Linked DNA regions of Rattus norvegicus: regions 2, 3 and 4 are each linked to region 1. A link is a contact called in public Hi-C data. All regions are on one chromosome and are shown on one strand. Each heading gives the region's core, a stretch centred on a gene start, on an enhancer-like site or on the middle of the called end of the contact. The rest is flanking DNA. Distances are from core to core; before and after follow the strand shown.

Region 1 (3,680 bases), core at 859-3,358:
GATTAGAGGTGGGAAATAGTAGCCCCTCATGGTTTCCACTTGGAAGTCCCTGGTAAAGATTTAACTGTAATGAGCTCCCTTACCCTACCTGTACTTTGCCCAGACCCCATAATTTTAGAAACACGTTTTTATCCACTCGCCTGCCTGATCACATCTTTCCCCAACTGTTCCAATGATATCACAGTGCCCGAGTCTCCACGGAGCCCCTCCCCCCCCTCTATCCTCAGAGACCCGCCGGCCTCTCTTCCCTGCCTGAGAAACACTGCCATCTTTGAATCCCCCGGCATTTGACTCGGCCGTACAAGCACACTGTCTAACTTAGGGGCCGCGTCTGTAGAAGGGAATGCTTTGTTAGTTTCCAGAGTGATGCCAAGCTTAATTTAAAAAGCAATGTAACTTTCATTTTTATTCTTCCGGAAGTCAGAGCGGTCATGGACTGCGCTGCAGAGGCAGCCTACCTGACGACGGCGTGGGGTTTTTTGTTCGTTTGTTTTGTTTTTTTTGTAGCACTGAGTGAGGTGTAGGAGGTGCAATGGGAGAAGCCCCCCCCCGGGGGGGGGCGGCGGCAGACCTGTCTCATTCAGCCTTTCTAGACCGCCAAGGCCCTGCAAGTGTAAGCAATCGGGAAGCGCTGTTAATGTTGGATTGAGTCACATTGCCTATTTCTCTCTACTTCGTACCTGGATCTTACACTTACCCTGTTAGCTTTTGGAACTAGGGAGTAAGAGCAGTCACCGAGTACTGAGCATGGCAAGGACGCGGTTACACAAGACCTCAGCTTCCGGCCTTGGTTCCTGGAGGGAGCTAGCATGCCTAACTTGAAGGGTATTGCGCCCTATCCAATCTCATTAGTTTCTTCCTCTCAGGGACTCACGTGACTATTATTGGAATGGGAGGCGGGGCCATGGAATTCATATGGCCATAAATTAGGAGGCCGCAATGCTCATACCACCACAGCATCAGGTTTGAGAGAACCTCCCTTCACAGTGCCTCTTAAATCTTCAGACCAAACAGCTTCTGGTCATGGGTAAGCTATGCCAGTCGACTGTCATCTAACCTTCTGGCATTTAACAAACATTCTTAGCCATGTTTTCTAGATTCCCTAGGGCCCAAAAGCCCAGGGAGAATGTAATCTCTATTTTCCTCAAAGATACACACACACACTCACACCAGTAATTTTAAGTTTGGAGAGAAATACAATGAGTGTTTTCCTAAGAGAAATTTTCTGTGAATAAAGATAGGTACTTGACCGAAGTGTGGTGCATACTTTTAATCCTATCCCTTAGGAGAAGGCAAAAATCAGGGACACGAGGATATCCATAGATACTTAGTGAGTTCAAGGAGGCCAACCTGGGCTATGTGAGGCCTTATCTCAAAACAAAACCAAAAGGAAAAAGGAAGTCCTTCTGGCCCACACCCACCCAGGGAACCCAAACCTCACAGGTCAAGGGAGATTGAGGCACAGGGCAGATTTCCATTTTTTTTTATCTGGACTACAACAGTCCCTGACTCTAAAAATTCCATCATGCTCTAGAACTGTTCGAGAGACCAGTGTTCAAAAATCAGAAAGCCAGTAACTGGAGTTAACCGTTGTAAGCTGGCAGTGCCTTCTCTGAAAGACCCAGTCTCCGTAGCTAGTGAGGTAGTCAAGTCACCCAACAGCTGCTTTGTGTTGGCAAAGGGCCGCTTAATGTAAAGACAATAACGTGAAAGATGTGACCGCACAGCCACGTGGTGGCGGACTTCGCCATCTTTGCTTACCAACATGTTTTAGATTGTATTCAAAGTGCCAGGCTTTGGTGTATTTCAGAGTTCTGTCTGGGGGTGGGCTCATCCCCCACACATTTTTCATAGTTTGTACTAGTGACTCGAGGATAGTGCAGAGAAACAAAGAAACTGAAGAGACAGGAAAGGGAGGAAGACAAAAGCAAGGCAGGGAGGCTAAGAGAGCCTGGGAAACCAACTTGAGACTTAGGAGGAGGGGGCGGGCGGGGAGTTTGATTCTACAGACTCCGGAAAGCCTATTAAGGCGCCCTGGGAGAAGCTCGCAGGGTGGGGATCAGGCCGTCCTGGTTGAAGCCTCTCGGAATTAAGAGCTGAAAGAGAAATCACAAAGGCTCATTGTTTTATTTGTGCCTCGACTTGGCTCCTGACCATTGGATCGCTGGAGTTCTGATAAACGCCCTGAGCTCCCCCTACTGGCTACTCTGAAGAACCTCACCATCCGGATCCCAAGAGAAATAGGATTACGTAACCCAGCTTTGGCTACTTAAGACTTTTTTTTTTCCTTTCCCAAGGTCTTGGCTTTTCCAAATCCTGCTGCCTAATGCCAGAGCTTGTCTGATTGCCAAGGTCCTAAGGCCCAGAGGAGGCATCTATGAAGGGCCCATGCTGATGGGAGGGCATGCAGGAGGGTGAACAAACATTTTTCTTGAATACGTGTCGCGCAAGTAAGTGCTGCAAATATGCCTGAAAGGGGGACTTTTTCTGGACTTTCATCTGCTTGCCTCAAATATGACGCTGGTACTAAACAAGACCTCTATGCTTAGGGGGTGGGCCTGCCCAGTCTAGGTTGGAGGCCATCCAAAATAAGTCCTAAGGTGAACCCAACTCCACAGTAGCCAAGGCACGCCCGGCTCTCCTTGCCTTCCCTCTTCCCTCCGTCTTCAGATCTGCGAGAGAGGAAAAAAAAAACCTGCAAGGAGCAGAATGTTCTCTGAGAGATAGAAAAATATCTCTCTCTCTCTCTCTCTCTCTCTCTCTCTCTCTCTCTGTCTCTCCTCCTTCCTTCCTTTTCTTCCTCCCCTCCCTCTCCCCCTCTTCCTCTCCCCTCCCCCTCTTTGTCTCCCCCTCCCTTCCTGCCTCTCTCCCTCTTCTCCTCTCCTTAAGGTTGCTATTAAACAAGGCAGAAGCCCTGCTCTTCCTAAAGGACACAAAGGCGAGACTTCTGTATGGGAAATGCAAGTCCAGAGGCCGGGAGCAGCGGTTGAGGGAGAGACAAAGAAGGACCCACAGCACTGGAGCAACAGGAACAAGATAGGAGTCTGCAGCTATAGACTGGGGCGGCCACACCCGCGGGGAGTGGTCCTGGGTCAGCAAGGGAGACCACTGGGCAATAGGCAGTGGATATGAGCATCACGTGAAGGAGGGGCAGATTTTCAGATGTTCGACTAGGATGCTTGTTCCCCATAAAGGACCTTCCTATGACCACCCCCCTCTTCTCTTCAGAGGTCAGAACCCAAACCTCTCCTTCAAAAATCAGCAACTTACTGGGGAGAGGCACAGTGGCAGAGGCCAGCCTGGTCTGCAAAGTGAGAACCAGTCCCAAAACAAAACAAGCAACTTTTCTTTCATAAAAGAGCTATGCCTCTCTCGGGGCAAAAATAAAATGTCCCTAAAACATTGTTTAGGTCGGTAGCATGAGGTTATTTTTAAAGGCTCTGGGCAAACACCCCAGATTCCTTTTCTTTTGTTAAACCAGAGGCAAACAACCATTAATTCAGGGTATTGCCAGGAGCCGTGCAGCCCTAGGGAAATGGCCACTTGCTTTTTCAATCCCTCAGGACCCGGGTAGCCGCCTTTCCTTTGTCCTCCTTCCTCTGCCAACTTCCACGTTTTCCTTTCATCATCCAGCAAGCCTCTGACTGACACTAACTCCTCTTCTTTCCAGGGCTGACTTT
Region 2 (3,680 bases), core at 666-3,165, 180 kb before region 1:
TGGCACTGACTCAAGGACCCAAACAGGTCAAACCCCTGTTGTTCTGTCTCAGGGTACTAGCCTCAGAGCTTAGGAAAATGTCGGACACACCAAGCACTCTGTAAACATCTACGGAGGAGCAAATTAGGGGACACTGTGTCCAGAGGCCTCATTTGGCAAACAGGAAGTGCTAAGTGGCCAGCGGAAGGAAGGATGAGATGTGAAGAAAAGGTCTTATTTCCAATCAATGTTTTCCCTGTGAACTCGAAGGTTCTTTCTAGCTCCACATTCTTTTATCTTGGCTAATCCAATAAAGGAGCTGAAACTATTTAACAAGTGGAAGATAGTTTCTTGTTGTTTTACTTCCCACTCCCCTGCAGGACACCTTAGGGCACTTCTATTACCCTTTTCTGTACCTCCCTACTCCAGTACACTCTACATTACTGACTAAGCTTAGAAGAGGTAGACAGTTCCTGTAAAGAAGGAACTATATTCAATAACATAAATACAATGGAGGGGCGTGTGACATACAGAGGAAGTACAGTTTGGCGTTAATTGTCCTGGGAACAGTTAAAAAAGGGGGGGGGGACAGAAAAGACTCCTAAGATAAGATTTTGAAATGTGAATAGTTCCTCAGGGTCAAAGGAAGGGCAGCATGAAGAGGTTTTGCCCGACCCCACCCAATACAAGGACAAGGGCTGCTTTCTATAAAAGGGGGGAGTGCAAGGCTCACTAACTCCACAAATGGTACTTTGGCTACGGCTAAAAGGGGCTAACTGGAAATAGAATAAAAACCAAGTAGGCCAGAGCACTTCCTACGCCACGTTAAATGCCACTTTGATGCAAACGCGTGCAAAGCCACGGAAGACTTCCCAGTAAGAAATCGCCCACCTCTGTTACTGGGCGCCCACTTGGCTCCCTCACTAGACTCAAGAAATAAGGCGAAGTCTTTTTTTTTTTTTTCCTATTCTTTTTTTCGGAGCTGGGGACCGAACCCAGGGCCAGCACTCTACCACTGAGCCAAATCCCCAACCCCAAGGCGAAGTCTTAATAAGGCTTAGTGGCGCATGTTTTTAGTCGCAGAATTTGGGAGGTAGAGGCAGGCGGATCTCTGTGGGTTCGAGGCTACCCTGGCCCTGGTCTACACAATGAGTTCCAGAGTTCATTGGGGGCGAGTGGCGGGGGTGGGGGTACAGGTAGGGGTGCGGCGAAAATGCCTCAAAGACCTGCATAGGCCAAACACAACCCAAAGGCCACCACCCACTCAACCTTAGACGCTAAGCGGCGATGGCTCGCCAGTAGCACCCCCTCCTCCGCCCTTCAACACGGTGCCACGGAGCTCGGGCCACCGCCCGGCTCCCCAACCCCCCCTCCCAATCCCGTCTCGCAGCCACTCACCTCTGCAAGTTCTCGATCTCGGCGGGGATGCTCTGCAGCTGGTTGCCTCCCAGGCTGAGGGTCTGAAGCGCGCGCAGCTCCAGCAGCGAGGCCGGCAGCTCCTGGAAGCAGTTGCCGCTGAGGTTGAGTACCTGGAGGCTGCGGCAGAGCGGCGACTGGCCCAGGCCCTTGGGCAGCGAGCCCGGGCCGCCGAGCCGGTTGTTCCTGGCCAGCAGCGTGCGCAGGCCGCTCAGCGTCAGCAGCTCGGGTCCCAGCGCCGTGAGCGCGTTGCCGCTCACGTCCAGGAGCTGGAGGTGTGGGAAGCCGCTGCCCAGCGCCCGTGGCAGCGACGTCAGACGGTTATACGGCAGCAGCAGCCGCAGCAGCGCCTCCCGTGAGCCGCGCCGCTCCTCCGCGCGCGCCTCCAGCTCCGACTCCAGCGCCTCGGCCGACACGCTGAGGCGGGACCAGTTGAGTTCGGCCTCCCCGAGCGCGGCCTCCTCCATCCCGCCGGACCCCAGGCCGCTAGCCGAGGCGGCGCGCCCCGGAACCTGAAGCGAGCGCCGCGTCGGAAGTGGCGCGGGGCGGCCCGGCCCGGGCGCTCACCCCGCGGGGTGGCCGAGTCACGCGATGTCCAGCGCGGGGTGCGCGCGCCGCTCGGGGGCAGGCTCCTCCTCACGTGGCGCGCGGCGCGGCCTGCGCAGCGGAGGCCTGGTGCTCACTGGATAGTCTGAGGGAGCTAGGCTCGCCCGGGCGTCGCGGACCTCACGTAGCGAGCCGGAAGCCTGAGGCTCCCCAGAGCGGGCCGCTCGCTTTTTATATTCGGGTGCCCCATGGCCTTGGCCGCCAGAGTAAACAGCTCCGGGGCTGATGATCCGGCCCGAAGGCCGACGCGTCACGGGGCGCCGCCTCCTTTGTTCTCACTTGAGACAGGGCCCCCATTTCTGCCGGATCCAGAGAGAGCAGCCATGACTGGAACGTAGCCCGAGAATTTAAGTCTGCAGGAGAGCGGACTGGTGACCCACGCCCCTAGTCCCCACTCCGAAATGTTGAAGTGTACTGAGTTTGAGGCCAGCCTGACCTATATAGCGAGTACCAGGCTAACCAGGGCTACAAGGGAAAGAACAAAGGCCTCTTCGAAGCTAAAGCCAAAGGCAGAGAGATTGCAGTCGCCCCATCTGGAAAACTTGCTTAAAGTTTTCCTTCCCTTCCTTACTTGCCCTTTGTCTTTTAAAGTAGTAGCACTGTCTACAGAGCAAGTTCCAGGATAGCCACAGCTATGCAGAGAAACTTGTCTCAAAAAACCAAAATAACAAAAGCAATGTGTGTCGAATAAGAACTTTGCTCACATCCATTACAGAATCACTCCTGTGGGCTTTGGTCTCTCGTGGGAGCAGATAGAGGAGGTCCCTTGATTTGAGCTAGTTTACACTGAGCTCAGATGGAGAAAGCATTCAGAGAGTCCTAGATAGAATTTAACTGGGAAATTCTTGACTCTGGCCCTAATTCACTAATTCCAGTAGATGTATTTTCATCCTGATCCCATTTCAATTTCAACCTTTTCTGAGATTACATTTTGTAATTTTAAAGTCATTAATGGAAATGAGAGAACTACTTAGCGTTTCTTACTGAGCTTAAGTACAAGAAAGTCACAAGGTTATGTGGTAACCAGTGGGATTAAATTGCTTTTTTCCCTAAAGAACATAATCTCATGTCCTCGGTTTTGTAGATGAGAGACTTCATGTTTCTTCACAGCTAAGCTTTATGGTTGAGTTGACTTGGAAGGATATAGTTTGTTAGTTTAACAACCCATGGGTGGAATTAAAAAATGTGTGCCAGGCACAGTGGTACCTGCTTTTAATCTCAACTCTCAGGAGGCAACGGTAGGACTATCTCTGAGGGTCAGCCTGCTCTACAGTTTTAGGAGAGAGAGAGAGAGAGAGAGAGAGAGAGAGAGAGAGAGAGAGACCGTGTCTAAAAATAAATAAATCTGCAAGTGTCTTGAAGATATCTGATCAAAATAATATTCTAGAAGGAACCCTACTGTGATCAAGAATACTTAATGCCTTAAAAATGTGTACCCTCGATAAAAACAACAATTAAACAGTAACAATGTAAAATGAGGAAAAGGGCATCAGAAAAAGCTAAAATTACACATCAGGCAATAGGGAAAAGATGATCTCAATAATAGACATTGAAGCTAAGCAGAAAGTCCTGAATAGGACAGAAACTCCCTTTTTAATAAACAGTGAAGGAAAGAGGGTAGAAAATGGAGCTGTAGCAAAGAGACGCAAACTGATAAATTTTAAGTATACTGCTTGAAG
Region 3 (3,680 bases), core at 805-3,304, 180 kb after region 1:
ATATGAGGTTGTGTGTGAGTGTGCATTTCAGTAGTGGAAAAGTGGTTCATAAAGGCACTCACTAAAGCGGCGGTGGGGATAGGCTAGGGAGCTGTCGTACTCCCTGCATTACCTCAGTCAAGAAAGAAATGGTTTCTAAGGCAGATACAGCCGTTCATAACAAGGCATTGGGAAGAAAGGTGTCCATATTGTATACATGTAAAAGGATTCGCGTTTTCCCTATAGAGGGCACATAGGGGCTGTTTGCAAGAAATTCTTGGCTGTTCTATTTGACAGATTGTCTGGAACAAACCTGAAGCAGGCGTAGTGTGTGTGAGTGGAGTGGGATTTGTAGTAATCACAGTTTTATATAATAGAGATCCCATATTGTAAAGTACACATAGACTATGGGCTACATGTAGAAATAGTGGAATGACAAAAACAAATTCTATGCTAATGCTAGGGTTATTGTGTGTATTCCTTGGTTTTGCATTTGAATCCCAGCTTAATCAAATTAAAATAATAGGACAGTGTAATGTAGTGTGTAAGTTTGTGACTGTTGCCTGTCTATTTCAGCAGTGTGTGACAGACCTCAGGAGAGCTTTTCATCAGACAGGTGTGTTTGTCTCACGCTGCTCAGGAACTTGTTATGGGAAGGCAGTTAGTGACAGAAAACCCAAAAATGGAAGTAGTGTCTATTGTTAGCCTTGGAAGCTCCGGCGGGGGCGGGCCTGTTCCCAAAGGTGGTAATGCATGCAGTGCCAGTGTAAAGAGGACCCAGGGTATTAGGAGTTATCACTGCCTACAGCATACAGCAGGGACAGGCAGGAGTCCGTTCCTCTGATGGGGTTGGCTCTCATATTTGTTTTAGTTTCCTCATAGCCCACCTTTTCTACTGCCCTTAAGATTTTAATGGACCTCAACCTAGAAGATGACATCTAGTAGCATTTCTTTGGGAAACTACTGTTCCTTTGTAGAGAGAGAAGCGAGGGTCTACACCACCTGAATGGATTTCTCCCCAGTACCATTAATGGCAGTCTGTGGAGGAGGCTGGGGGGAATTGGGAGGAGGCATCAGAAAAGGGCTTTTGTTAGGCAAAAAAAAAAATTAATTTATATCCTTTTCTGTAAGAATCTGTTAGTTATTCTCAGGGGTTCTGCCATGAAATTTGACTAAAATTTCAGCTTTTTCTTTTCCATGTCATCCCTTTTCCCCTCAAAGGCCTTGGGAAGTTTTCGTGTTCCAAGATCTTCCTGTTCCTTTCAGCTAGTTGTCTTTTCAAATAGTTGTAGCTTCTACGCATCCAAAGGCAGGGCCTGTCAAGATGGCTCCCTAACCAAGGAGCCATCTCCCTGTCCCTAGGAGCCAGCATGGGAGGTTAACCATGGCTTCTTTTTTTCCTTTAGGCAGTTACTGTTTTTTCTCAGTAACACATAACCTGTATATTATAATATTATCTCTCTGGATATGACTCACTTTCACTTACACTGTTTCTCTAAGGCTCAGGTGACAAGCTACTGTAGCCCTGGGCTATACAGCTGTATCTGGCGTTTCATTTTGTCCACCCTTGTAGTCAATGCTTTTTATTTTGAAACCTCCTCACGTGCCTTTCCACAAAACACCTTAAGGAATATTACATTTAAATGACCTTTAAAAATCCATTCAGCACATCCTGGGGGAAGTCAGGGGACCAGGTACTAATCCCACACTATCTGATCAGACACTGTTACCTCTTATGCTCTCTCTCATGTAGTATAACTTCCTGGTCATTTTCTCAACAGTCAATTATGAAATGATTGTACTAGGCCCCTAGGTTTATTTTAGCTAGTATTTTATGAAGGCAAGCGACCACATATTTTTAAAATAAAGCCAAGCAACACCAATAAAAAATGATTTGTGACATGTGAGAGGAAGGCAAAACCAGGCATGGGGTATTTTAATTGACAGACTAAGGTACAAGGCAGATTTGGAATTGGCAGTGTCACTGGTCACAAAAGGAATGGCATTTAATTGGGCTTCTATTTCCCCATCTTGCTGTGGTATTTAGCTCGTCATCTGCATGACTAAGGGAGGAATAATCGTGTATTTTATCACTGTTGGTGTTGTAAGGTTGGAGTACCCGCAGGAAACCAGAACAGCAGGGCCAGTTCACTTTGTTCAGTTGGCCCCATGCCTAGAATTCTAGCCAGGACCACAGGATAAAAGGTGTAGATGTGGTGCTTTTCTTTTTCTTTTTCTTCCCAAGTTTTAAAAAGGGAAGTATAAAATAACAGTATCTTATTCTCAACTGCAACAGTCATGAGACCTGGGAGTGGCACTCAGTGTCCAGAAGAGCTCCAAGGTACCAGGCCTTGGGCTGGGTCCCCCCTCACTGGAAATAAAGAGAAAGCCTACAGATTCTTGAAGTCAGTAGCGTGGCTCACGTGGTATTTATTTTGTGCTCTGACTTCAAAGCTATGCTGCCTTTAACAGTTGGGCTGCTGTCACTTTTTTTAATAGCTTAAAATTCCCTCCCAGAAAATGAAGACTTTTTAGAAAACTGGGAACTGTGGTAAACTTGTTGTCTATTCGTGGGTTTTGTCTTTTTTTATTTTTTCTTTTACCCTGCCATAAAAGAAAATAAACTGAACAGGATTAATGCAGACACTCTTAAAACCTGACAAGCCAGAGTGGGTTGAGAAAAGGGAAGATAATGAAATCTTCCTTTGGAGAGCTAAAGAGAGGAAGCAATTCCCGTGCCCCTTTAAGTGCAGGAGCAGATTAAACAGCCTCTTCAGAATGAGCTTTATGTCCTGAGAACCAGAGGCAGCCTCTCGAATTCACTTACAAAGCTGCTAGGCCTAGTGCATGACCCAGTTTCAGCAGTCAGCCCCCGTTCCCGTCATACAGAAGTACATTATCGCCTACCCAATGTAAATAAGTCTGTGAAATTAAGCTAGGAAGAGTACAAGGGCCAGGTTCCTGAACCATGTGAAGACATACAAGATGGTTGTATAGTCTCACTGTTACATAAATGTATCTGATACCTCAAGATCACCCAATTAGGAAGATATGAGAGCTCCTCCGCCCATCCCCATCTCACCGTTCTGAAGGAGCCATTGTTGAGAGCTTGTTTATCATTCCATATGTCTTCTATGCCTTTAGCACCCATCCTGTGTAAATGGGATTACACACACCATCATCCATATTTGTAAACATTAGAGCAGTATAGAATTTTAAAATACCATGTGATGGTTCGTGACCTCCTTTATTAATGACTGGACCTATCCCCTACATTTTCCTTTTCTTTTTGGTTATTTATGTAACAGAATCATAAGAGAAATAGGCAAAGCGTATGTTGGTCATGTTACTGTGACAAACTGCTGAAGCTCATTCCTCTCACAGATTTGTGTTTAATGAGGTTTCTGAGACTGAAAGTCCCAAGATCAGAGATCTCTGTTTGGCCGCCACTGAGGGCCCACTTGGCTGTAACACAAAAGGGTGGAGAAGGAAGTGGCCATTTACAGAAGAGGCCAGGTCCATGGGATGGACTTACTGTATTACAATTCGAAGAGCCTCTCTGAAGGTGGCTTTAGTCCATCCCCATTGCCAGTGATGTGACCCCATCAGGCCCCAACTCTTACATGGCCCCGTCCCCCCGGCACTCCTACACGGTGGACCAGCCCAGCACATGAAACCCTGGATACAAATCAACAGGATGT
Region 4 (3,680 bases), core at 393-2,892, 140 kb after region 1:
AATCCCCTTAGTATATAGAGACTACCCATAAGTTCTGTGACTCTGGAGAACCCTGACTAACACGACACCTCTTCTAGGCAGGGTACATCTCACAAATTGTCTGAAAACCTTCAGTTACAGGATCCATGATGCCACGGTTTCATACTCAAAGGACTTTAGTGTCCACACATGGGTCTTAAGAAAACAGTTAACCACATGGCCCCATCTCTGAACGTTAATGATGGTGATGATGATGATGATGATAACATTCTTTTCTTCATCATGCCTTTTTATTTTAAAGCAGTGCTTCACCTACTTTTAGATCTCTTGGGCTCAGGCAACCTTTTCATTAACACTAAAGGGCACCTCTTTAAGACCAAGGTGGAGAGAAAAGGGATGAGAGTCTTTTATTTACTACTGTGGAGTCACTCATTCATTTAACTGTCTGTAGTTAATTATATAAAAAACCTAGGAAATCTCTTTGTGTGCTATAATTTATACACACACACACATATCATCCCTACTTATGTTTTATTATAAAAATGCTATTTTCAACAACTGAGAAGGTATAAAAAGCAAAATTCACCTTAGACCACATGATGTTTTTCTATGACCATGTTGTTACTGTGATCATATACAAAGTGTACTTACAAACAAACAAAGGAATCACCTGGGGCTCAGTGCTGGCCCTACAAGCTTGAGATCCCGAGTTGTGTCCACAGAAGTGACACACAGCGGCCAGGTATAGAGGCCTATGTCTGTACATCAGTGCTGGGGAGGCAGAGATAAGCAATCCCTGATGTTTGCTGGCCTGACAGCCTTAGCCTATTCTCCAGGCCAAGGGGAGAGCTTGTCTTTAAAAAGAAGGTTGGTGGCAGGGGTAGGTGTATATTAGTTTTAGGCCTGCCTTGTTTATATAGTGAGTTCTAGACCAGCTTGACATGCATAGTCAGTTCTACATTAGTCCTGACTAATTAGTGTGACCATGTCTTACCCTACAACCCCACTCCCCAACAACAAAGCTTGCGGTGGAACAGCTGGAAAGATGGTTCAGTGAGCATCTCTTGTTGCACAAGAGACCCAGGTTCAGTTCTCAGGTATGTAGAAAGTAATTAAAAGTAAAATCCATCTAATTAACATCTCACTGCGTGCTACTGTGGATTCGAACCAGTTCCTCTCATAGTTTTCATCTGTAGAATGGAGTTAAAAGTCTGATTTTAGAATTAAAGTTGTTAATACAGGTCAGTGTATTCTTAGTGTATATTTGACTCAATGAACAAAGTTTCCTGAAGGCGCGATCGCATCAAGTTCTGTTTGCTTAACAAGAGCAATAAAGGAATTGACAGTAGACTCTAGGTTGGGGTTGCCTGGGAGACCACCAGAAAGACAGAAAGACCGGGGCTCTGCGCCCCCACCTCCCGCCACGCCACCACGTCGACAAAAGGAGCAAAGTCCTCTGGGAAGTGTAGTTTTAAGGTCTTGAAAGGAATTTCAGCCGTGGACCCAAGCGCTAGGAAGTTGGTGGGTAAAAATACGAAATGTGAGGGGGTATCTGGAAGCTCGGGCTCGTCGGTAGTCCCAGACGCGGGTTAAGCTGCTCACCTGAGTCTCCCAATACCAGAACCTTCACTCGATCCAGGGACGCCATCTTGCCACGATTTCCTTGAGGTTGACGCCCCTTCCTGGATTCTCACCAATCCGAGCAGGGCTTGTGGGCAGGGCATATCATCTTATTGGTCGGTCAGAACGTGACTGATCGAAAGCTTCGCTGTGCGGATTAACGGGCGGTTTCCAAACTGGTCGCAGGAATTAAGCGTTCGTCCTTGTCTCGCAAGTGGCGTGGGCTGGCTGAAGCCGGTAGTTGAGGTGCTGAGGGCGGCTGTAGTGGGAGTGTTCGAGCATCCATTTGGGTAAACCTCATTCCCTGCTCCTTGTTCCCGGTTTCTGACCCGGCGTGGCTTATTTCATGGCTCCTCCTATCTGCCCCTCTCCTTTTCTAGTCCCCTCTCCTCGGCCACCTCTTGCTTTGGTCCTGTTCTTAGTCTTCCAAAGAACCATTGCCCCGGAGCGGCCCATGTGCGACTTCGGGTAGGACGGGCTTGGTGGCGTCAAGTGTGGCCCAGGAAGCCCCTGGGCGCGTCTGAGGGACTGTGGGGTCTCAGGGTTTGGACACGTCTGAACACAGCTGGTGGAGCCACCTCGGTCCAGAGCTGTCTCCGTCGTGGACCCCTTAAAGGACGAAGGGATGGAGAATTCGTAAAATACAGTAACAGAAAACTGTAGAGGCTCTGTAGAATCCACGTTCTTTTAGAACCTGAGAGGTAGTGTTTTAAAATAGTCTTAACTAAAAGGGCTTCCTGCACCCACTTTGTTCTTTTATCCCTTACTTTTCATCCAGTATGGTTTTTCAAATATCACACGTTTAATCTAGGAACTCCTTGCTTAAAGCAATTACAAGTTAAATTAAAAGTAAGAAGAATGGCTTATAGCTCTCATTACTGGGATGCAGGTGTGAAACAAGTGATTTGTGTAGAAGCTGGCAGGATGGGTATAGTACAAGAACACGTGCCCAGAGGATGTATTGAAAGTTGGATTTAAGTCTCTGAGTAGTTTATGCTAGGCGGTAGCATTGAACAAGATGAAGTCTCTGGTCATAGAGGTAGAAACTGCCCAGATTCTGAGGAAGTGTGAGGGAGAGCATTAGATGTTACTGTTGGGGATTTGGGAAGGCCAGGAAACGTTACTCAATGCCCAAGGAGGGTAGGAGAAAGGTTTGGGCTTAGCTTTGAGGACGGAGGGAACTGGTGGGTGGATATGAGGATGGTTATGCTAAAAGCAGAGTGGTTTCAACTATTGATTCTCTCAATTCCAAACCAGGGGCACAGTAGTCCTTACATGTTTTTACAATTAGAATCTAGGTCTGGACTGGGTAAAGTGAAGTTGTGAGATGTAAAAAGAAGATAATGAAGACCAGTAGCTACCCTACCAAGAAGTCTCCATAGACAGAGAAGTTGCTTTCTTGAGAGTCACTTCCCCTAGAGACTAGGTAATGCAGTAACGTGGGCCCACTTTTGTCATTTACTTCGGATCTGCAAGAGGAGATTTATAGGCACCAAGATTTTTAATTGTTGACAACCAATTCATAAAATGTTGAAAACATCCCACACGGGCTGTCAATTTCAGAACTTGATTTAAGGGGCTTTAAGAAACCCAGAGATTGAGCTGCCTTGTGTGAGTCTTCCAGGGAGGATGGTATTTTGTCAAAGACACTTCTGAAAGTGGATGGCCCTGCCTCGGGTCTATAAGAGTTAGTTCTCTTTAAGATGTTTTCTATTTCTTGTGCACAGTTCCTCCTTATGGCTTGACACAGGCACTTGTGTCAAGTTTTTTTTTTTTTCCTCAGTATATTGTTGGAATCTTTCTATTTTGTTTCTGTAACAAATTTCATTTATCTTGTCCTTGCAATCCCTCCCTTTCTTCCTAGGTTTAGGTTTTATGCCACAGCTCCTGATACAATCATAATGCTAACACTTTCAAACCAGCTCACTGGCATACACGTCAGTTAGATGGGGGCAGGGTGTGTTCTGAATGTCAGTACTTCAGGTGAACTCATATGCCAGCCCAGAAGCAGATGTGTTCTGTTAGTTATTTGATTTAATTCATATATTAACTGTGTGAGAAAGGCTCTTTAATCATTTTAT

The links. Hi-C and Micro-C count contacts between places; a contact is called where the count stands out from the background.
Region 2: a Hi-C map of Schwann cells shows a contact between it and region 1, with 3 times the contacts expected there. The contact joins the promoter of Lrrc58 here to the enhancer-like site in region 1. A contact is called at or near these places in 1 of 12 Hi-C or Micro-C datasets (Schwann cells) and 1 of 1 datasets of contacts at active chromatin or transcription factors (oligodendrocytes).
Region 3: a contact with region 1 is called in a Hi-C map of the A7r5 cell line, with 5 times the contacts expected there. The contact joins two enhancer-like sites. A contact is called at or near these places in 3 of 12 Hi-C or Micro-C datasets (the A7r5 cell line, the Rat2 cell line and liver).
Region 4: a Hi-C map of Schwann cells shows a contact between it and region 1, with 2.9 times the contacts expected there. The contact joins the promoter of Rabl3 here to the enhancer-like site in region 1. A contact is called at or near these places in 1 of 12 Hi-C or Micro-C datasets (Schwann cells) and 1 of 1 datasets of contacts at active chromatin or transcription factors (oligodendrocytes).

What each region holds. Positions count from the first base shown.
Region 1 is chr11:76,542,668-76,546,347 of GRCr8, forward strand. No RefSeq gene overlaps it. Among named protein-coding and RNA genes, the nearest start is that of Ndufb4, 25 kb to the right of the region's middle. Within about 2 kb of position 2,109, at least 59 of the 93 cell types and tissues checked have an H3K27ac peak or open chromatin away from gene starts, as enhancers often do. A contact at or near this core is called in the A7r5 cell line and Schwann cells, where this site is marked.
Region 2 is chr11:76,366,394-76,370,073 of GRCr8, forward strand. Lrrc58 (leucine rich repeat containing 58) reads right to left here and starts at 1,916. Exons shown (of 4, transcript NM_001195558.1): 1 at 1,378-1,916. The coding sequence starts at 1,862. Btnl12 (butyrophilin-like 12) reads left to right here and starts at 3,052. Exons shown (of 5, transcript XM_063270931.1): 1 at 3,052-3,680.
Region 3 is chr11:76,720,272-76,723,951 of GRCr8, forward strand. No RefSeq gene overlaps it. Among named protein-coding and RNA genes, the nearest start is that of Gtf2e1, 34 kb to the left of the region's middle. Within about 2 kb of position 2,055, at least 11 of the 93 cell types and tissues checked have an H3K27ac peak or open chromatin away from gene starts, as enhancers often do. A contact at or near this core is called in the A7r5 cell line, where this site is marked.
Region 4 is chr11:76,686,039-76,689,718 of GRCr8, forward strand. Rabl3 (RAB, member of RAS oncogene family-like 3) reads right to left here and starts at 1,643. Exons shown (of 8, transcript NM_001108319.1): 1 at 1,582-1,643. The coding sequence starts at 1,627. It overlaps Gtf2e1 (general transcription factor IIE subunit 1), which reads left to right and starts at 1,794. Exons shown (of 5, transcript NM_001100556.1): 1 at 1,794-1,889.